2 separate regions of the Zea mays genome follow, and region 1 is linked to region 2. The links are chromatin contacts, called in public Hi-C maps. All regions are on one chromosome and are shown on one strand. Each heading gives the region's core, a stretch centred on a gene start, on an enhancer-like site or on the middle of the called end of the contact. The rest is flanking DNA. Distances are from core to core; before and after follow the strand shown. Region 1 holds the start of LOC100382347 (armadillo repeat only 1). Region 2 holds the start of LOC103633630 (thaumatin-like protein 1).

Region 1 (3,182 bases), core at 404-2,903, 180 kb before region 2:
AATGGGTCGTGTCTCGGGCCGGCTCACCAGACACAGCCCATTTGACCATCTATACCTCCGCACTATAATAATGGTCCTCGCCTCAGTTGCCACCACATCGGTCGCCATTCTACTTCTTTTCTCTCTCCCCTCATGCCTCCACCTCCGCGCCACCCCATTCTCGACAGAGGGCGTAGGAGCAGACGCCTCCTCCTCATATTCGTCTAACACTAGCCCCGACACCGACTCGCGCAGTGGCTATTGCACGTCCACGAGGACGTTTCACATCATGTGCGCACCATAATTTTCGTTGTCGTCGGACGTCCCGTTCGTCTTCCCTACCTTCGCCCTGTTCTTCCACCCCAACCTACTGCCCCGCCCACAGTCGTAACCACGAGCCAACCGACGCTCGTCAACTCGGGTACGGGACGAGTTGGTCATGCTCCTGGCCTTTCTTCATGCGTGTCGTCGAGGACATGGTGGCGCCTGCCACTCTTAGGTTATCTTAGCGATGAGGACTCTAGGTCTGAGATATTGGACAACTAAGGTCCGTAGCGTGGAAGCAGTCGGCATATGCTACGGAGTTTGTGGTGGTGTTGTGTTGCTTCGGCGGGTCCAGGGCTGGGAAGACACTCGCATTTTCTTGTCCTTCTTGGACTGACGCCTGGCACGAGTGCCTCTTGGTTTGGAGCTGCTCCGGCTGGCCTTCTTTCTCCGCATGCGTGATCTCTCTCTATATATCTAGCGGTATACTACCTATGTCGCCTCTAGATGCCCAGGTCTTCGTCGTGTCCTTCTCCGGCAACGAATATGTATGCCCGCCTCTTCCCTTCCCCTCCTGCTCTATGAAACCTTGAAAGTGGGGGAGACGAGGGATGAGGTCTCCGATTTGCTGCCTATGGTACCAGTGTGTTCATAAATAATATTATGCGAAGAGTGGAGATAACGAATAAAAAAATTTGAGATCTTTTTGATGGATAATTTACGTGGGTATTTTTGTGAGCCGTCGCAACGCACGAGATAACCGACTAGTATGTATAAAAAACGAGATGTAGATGACGATGCTGGAGATGAAGAAGATATAGAGAAGAGAATCTTTTAGAGGAGACTGTAAATAACATATATAAAAGATGAAAATAGAGGAAGTTGCTAGAGTGAGAAAACCAAAGTTTTTAAAAACCGAAAAACCGAACCGAAGTTTTAAAAAGCCAAATGGAGAGAGTGAAGTTAAAATAAACAATGAGATAAACGAAAACTTTCACTAACGAAGATATCCTAACCAGCAGCCCGGCACGTCGCCCCCTAGTTAACCAGAGCAGCAGAGCAGACCCACCCACAGCCTCCACCTCCATGTACACTGCCAGGTAGGCAATAGTCCAACCACCCCTGCCGCTGCCGGCCGAACCGACGGATGGATTCGATTCCATCCCCCGGCGCTGCGTTTGACCACGTAGCGAGAACCCGCAAAATCGACGCACGCGAATATAGCCAGGGAGGACACCGCAGCGACAACGGGAGCGCAGGCGCAGCGCACCGAGACGCGACGGCCGTCCCGTGCTCTGCGTGGCCTGCAGCCAGCTCACGCACGCACGCGCGCGCCCAACCCGGCCCGCCTCCCCAGAAAACTAAAACCATGCCAAATTAACTCCCTGCCACCAACACCCCCCGTTCACCTCCTCCTCCTCCAATTCTCCCCCAATTCCCACCCTGCGGAGGAGGCAGGGAGGAAGGCCGGACCGAACAGCCCGCCCACCGCCCGCTGCGGGATTGGGACAGGGCCTGTGGCCGGCCGCCATTCGGTTCGGTTGCTTGACCGCGGCGAAGGGGCAGCGTCGTCGGCCGGGATGGACGACCTCAAGCAGATCCTGGCGCGGCCGATCCAGCTTGCCGAGCAGGTAATAAAGTGGTCTGACGAGGCCTACACGTTCCGGCAGGAGTGCATGGAGCTCAAGGCCAAGGTCGAGCGCCTGGCCGTGCTGCTCCGCCAGGCCGCGCGCGCCGACCTCTACGAGCGCCCCGCGCGCCGCATCTTCGACGACACCGAGAAGGCGCTCGACAAGGCGCTGGCCCTCGTCGACAAGTGCCGCGCGCACGGCCTCGTCCGCCGCGTCTTCACCATCATCCCCGCGGGCTCCTTCAAGAAGATGACCAACCAGCTCGACAACTCCGTCGGCGACCTCTCCTGGCTCCTCCGCGTCTCCTCCTCGGCCAACGACGACGACGACGACTTCGACGCCCACATCGGGCTCCCGCCCATCGCGCAGAACGAGCCCATCCTCTTCCTCATCTGGGAGCAGATCGCAGTGCTCTACACCGGCAACCTCGAAGCCCGCGCCGACGCCGCCGCCAGCCTCGTCTCGCTGGCGCGCGACAATGACAGGTACTCTAAGCTCATCATAGAGGAAGATGGCGTGCCGCCGCTGCTCAAGCTCGTCAAGGAGGCGCATCTCGAGGGGCAGGAGAACTGCGCGCTCGCCATCGGCCTCCTAGGCCGCGATCCGGAGTGCGTCGAGCAGATGGTCCAAGCCGGGGTGTGCTTGGCCTTCGCCAAGGTGCTCAAGGAGGGCCCCATGAAGGTGCAGGCCATGGTGGCCTGGGCCGTCTCGGAGCTCGCTGCCAACCACCCCAAGTGCCAGGACGCGTTCGCGCAGCACAACGTCATCCGGCTGCTCGTCGGCCACCTCGCTTTCGAGACGGTGCAGGAACACTCCAAGTACGCCGTCGCGTCCAAGATGTCGATACATTCCGTGCTAATGGACAAAAAGAACATCACCGGCTCTCCAGTTCAGCAGGACTTACTGGACGCAGGGGAGCACGGAGGCACGAGGTATCCGACTGGACACGCTTCCCAGAGCAAGAATGAGATCCACAGTTTGGTGCAGTCCACCATGGCTGCCAAGTCTAATGGAGGCAGTGGTAAGCACAACGTATCTAGTAATGGTGGTGTCATGGCAACGAAGCAGCACAATGCGTCATTGTCAGGAACGAGTATAAGAGGCCGGGAGTTCGAAGACCCTGAGACAAAGGCATACATGAAAGCCAATGCAGCTAAGGCGTTATGGCAGCTTGCCAAGGGAAATGCAGCTATCTGTAAGAGCATCACAGAGTCAAGGGCTCTGCTCTGCTTCGCTGTTCTTCTTGAGAAAGGCGAAGGCGACGTGCAATATAATTCTGCAATGGCTCTCATGGAGATCTGCTGTGTG
Region 2 (2,844 bases), core at 26-2,525:
CCCTGGACTGCCAAATAGGGTGGGTGAGTCCTCCTAAACTTTAGTCCTTTAATCACCATGGGGGTCACTAGAAGTGACTAAACTTGCACCTTTATAGAATTTGTCCTTTAGCTAGTCCCCACTGTCACTCCAAAGAACTAGATTACTTGCATTAAATATGGATAATCATGTCTATATAATATTCTTCAGTCAGTTAGGAGTAGTTCTTAAAACAAAATAGGATATTTTAGATAGTAAATTTTAGGAGGGACCCTTATATAAGCGAGACGAGATCTTTCTATAATCTCTACACGTTTTTTTTTTATTTTTAATCACGAACGAACGGTAAAACAGATCTAGCAATTCATGCATATATAGGCTAATCGTCTCATTGCAGGAATAGCAAGGAAATGGAGACACCGGATAACCAAAAACTAACACGCTGACACCCCGGTGGGCCCCGCCACGCCACAAAGAGGACGCACTCTGAAGCGCAGATGTGCAATGCCGACATGGCAAACGTAATCTCTTTGTATCCAGCTGGGGGGAAAAAGTGCCTTCCAAATCTTTCTGCCTGTAGACTCTTCTCTTGCTGGTAAACGTTTGGCTGACCTGTCATATTGGTAGGATGGGGAGATTGCGTGGACTCCACATGGAGCAGCGCCGAGGCATTATTGCTCCTCAAGGCATGGCAAACAGCAGTGGTAGCCTGGTAGGGCAGGCAGCAACCTGCCCAAGAACACGGCTATTTGTTGGAGTGGAGGTCAAACAGACGAATCCGTCCCGTTTTCTCCTCCTGGATCGGCAAGCGAAGCAAACAGACGAATTGTGATGAGAGAGAAGATAGAGCCAATTTGCCCAATGCAGTTCGACAACAGTGGAGACTGACTGACACAAGCACACGAGACGTCTCCTTTCCTCTTTTTTTTTTTTTAAACTTTCGTGTGACAGAAGCCGGGAAAAGGTCCGTGCATGGAGAGATGGTGTTTAGTGCCTAATCCCTTATCCGATATCATCATCTTGGGCGCTTTACACGGCAGCGAGTGTTGGCTTCCTTTTGATTTGCTTTGCTTTGCTTCCAAAGGAAAACCAACAAGAACAAAGAAACGCATTCCAATGTAACCGTAGGTAGGTAGCAATCTGTAAAGTCGCTGTTAGAAATCAGCACATCATTTTCACGCGAGGACCGTACCCCGCCGCTCAAATATCTGGAACGAGCTTTTTGGAGCTACCCATACTTATATCCGCCAGTCCACTATAATTCCAGCATTTAGCACTAAACAACAATTGTATCATAATTCAATAATTTCATTATTCCGACTCATCAGACAACAATATTGTATTAGCACCCATCAAATCAAATACCCATCACTACGAGGAACCTGTGGATACCGAATATCCATCAGATACCCATCGGATAACAGGTACAAATACCGAATATCCATATTACCTGTGGATACCTTATTATATCTATAACTGTAGCCTAGCCGTGGATAACAAAATTCCACTATATCTATACCCTACGAATAATTATCCATGGTTACGAATGCGTCGTATTATTGCTCACTATGAGGAACGTCAGAAGGAGCTCGATAACGTCATCGTGATCTTGATCTATATAAATGCCCAGCCAGGTCCGCGCAAAATGCACCAGCTAGCTAACCAACCCCCCTCCCGTGCCGTTCACCACCACTTCCTTCTTCCTCCCCCTAACCGCCACTGCACTGCTTACCCCCATATAGCTAACCGCAACTGCCATTTCAACAACTTCTCGGTCAGCCTTGTCACATTTTTTTGACACATACATACATACATACATACATACATTCAATTTTAATTTGTTGGGTAAATTAAATTGGGTTCGATCGAGTCCGACGATGGCTTCTTTGATGATCAGTCTGTCGTCATTCGTGATCCTATCATTCTTTCAAGGTATAGTAGGCAGGCACTGTGATTGGCAATGGTGGATTCTTTCTAGCTTCCTGGGTTTGAGCTCTCTGGCAACGGCTTAATTACGTCCGGATGCATTGCGCGTGCAGGTGCGGCCGGCGGGATCACGTTCACGTTCACGAACCGGTGCGGCGGCACGGTGTGGCCGGGGTTGCTGGCCAACTCCGGGAGCTCGCCGCTGCAGACGACGGGGTTCGAGCTGGGGCCCGGCGAGACGCGGTCGCTGACGGCGCCGCCGGGGTGGTCGGGGCGGTTCTGGGCGCGCACGGGGTGCGCGTTCGACGCCGCGTCGGGCAAGGGCGCGTGCGCGACGGGGGACTGCGGGTCGGGCGAGGTGGAGTGCCGCGGCAGGGGCGCGACCCCGCCGGCGACGCTGGCGGAGTTCACGCTGGGCGGCGGGGGCAAGGACTACTACGACGTGAGCCTGGTGGACGGCTACAACCTGCCCATGGTGGTGGAGGCGGCGGCGCCGGGCTGCCCCGTCACGGGCTGCCTGGTGGACCTCAACGAGCGGTGCCCAGTGGAGCTGCGCGCCGGCGGCCAGGCCTGCCGCAGCGCGTGCGAGGCGTTCGGCACGCCCGAGTACTGCTGCAGCGGCCAGTTCGGCAACCCGGACACGTGCCACCCCTCGCCCTACTCGCAGATGTTTAAGGCGGCGTGCCCGCGCTCCTACAGCTACGCCTACGACGACGCCACCTCCACCTTCACTTGCACCGGCACCGACTACTCCATCACCTTCTGCCCGCCTCGCGCTGGCACGTCCAGCAGGTAAAGAGAGAACGAAGCATCAAACTGGGATGGCGAAAGGAGGCGCTTTAATTAAATTGTTCGCCATGCTTCTTTTGCTGCCCTGCACCGCATTTGTTCCTTCCCCACCATGTATGGCCATGGACAGCTCGAGAAAAGCTTGGAATC

The links. Hi-C and Micro-C count contacts between places; a contact is called where the count stands out from the background.
Region 1: a Hi-C map of leaf shows a contact between it and region 2, with 5 times the contacts expected there. The contact joins the promoter of LOC100382347 here to the promoter of LOC103633630 in region 2. A contact is called at or near these places in 3 of 25 Hi-C or Micro-C datasets (ear, endosperm and leaf).

Annotation. Positions count from the first base shown.
Region 1 is chr7:185,582,392-185,585,573 of Zm-B73-REFERENCE-NAM-5.0, reverse strand. It overlaps LOC100382347 (armadillo repeat only 1), which reads left to right and starts at 1,653. Exons shown (of 1, transcript NM_001175094.1): 1 at 1,653-3,182. The coding sequence starts at 1,824.
Region 2 is chr7:185,404,625-185,407,468 of Zm-B73-REFERENCE-NAM-5.0, reverse strand. It overlaps LOC103633630 (thaumatin-like protein 1), which reads left to right and starts at 1,275. Exons shown (of 3, transcript XM_008655353.4): 1 at 1,275-1,911; 2 at 2,019-2,697. The coding sequence starts at 1,857.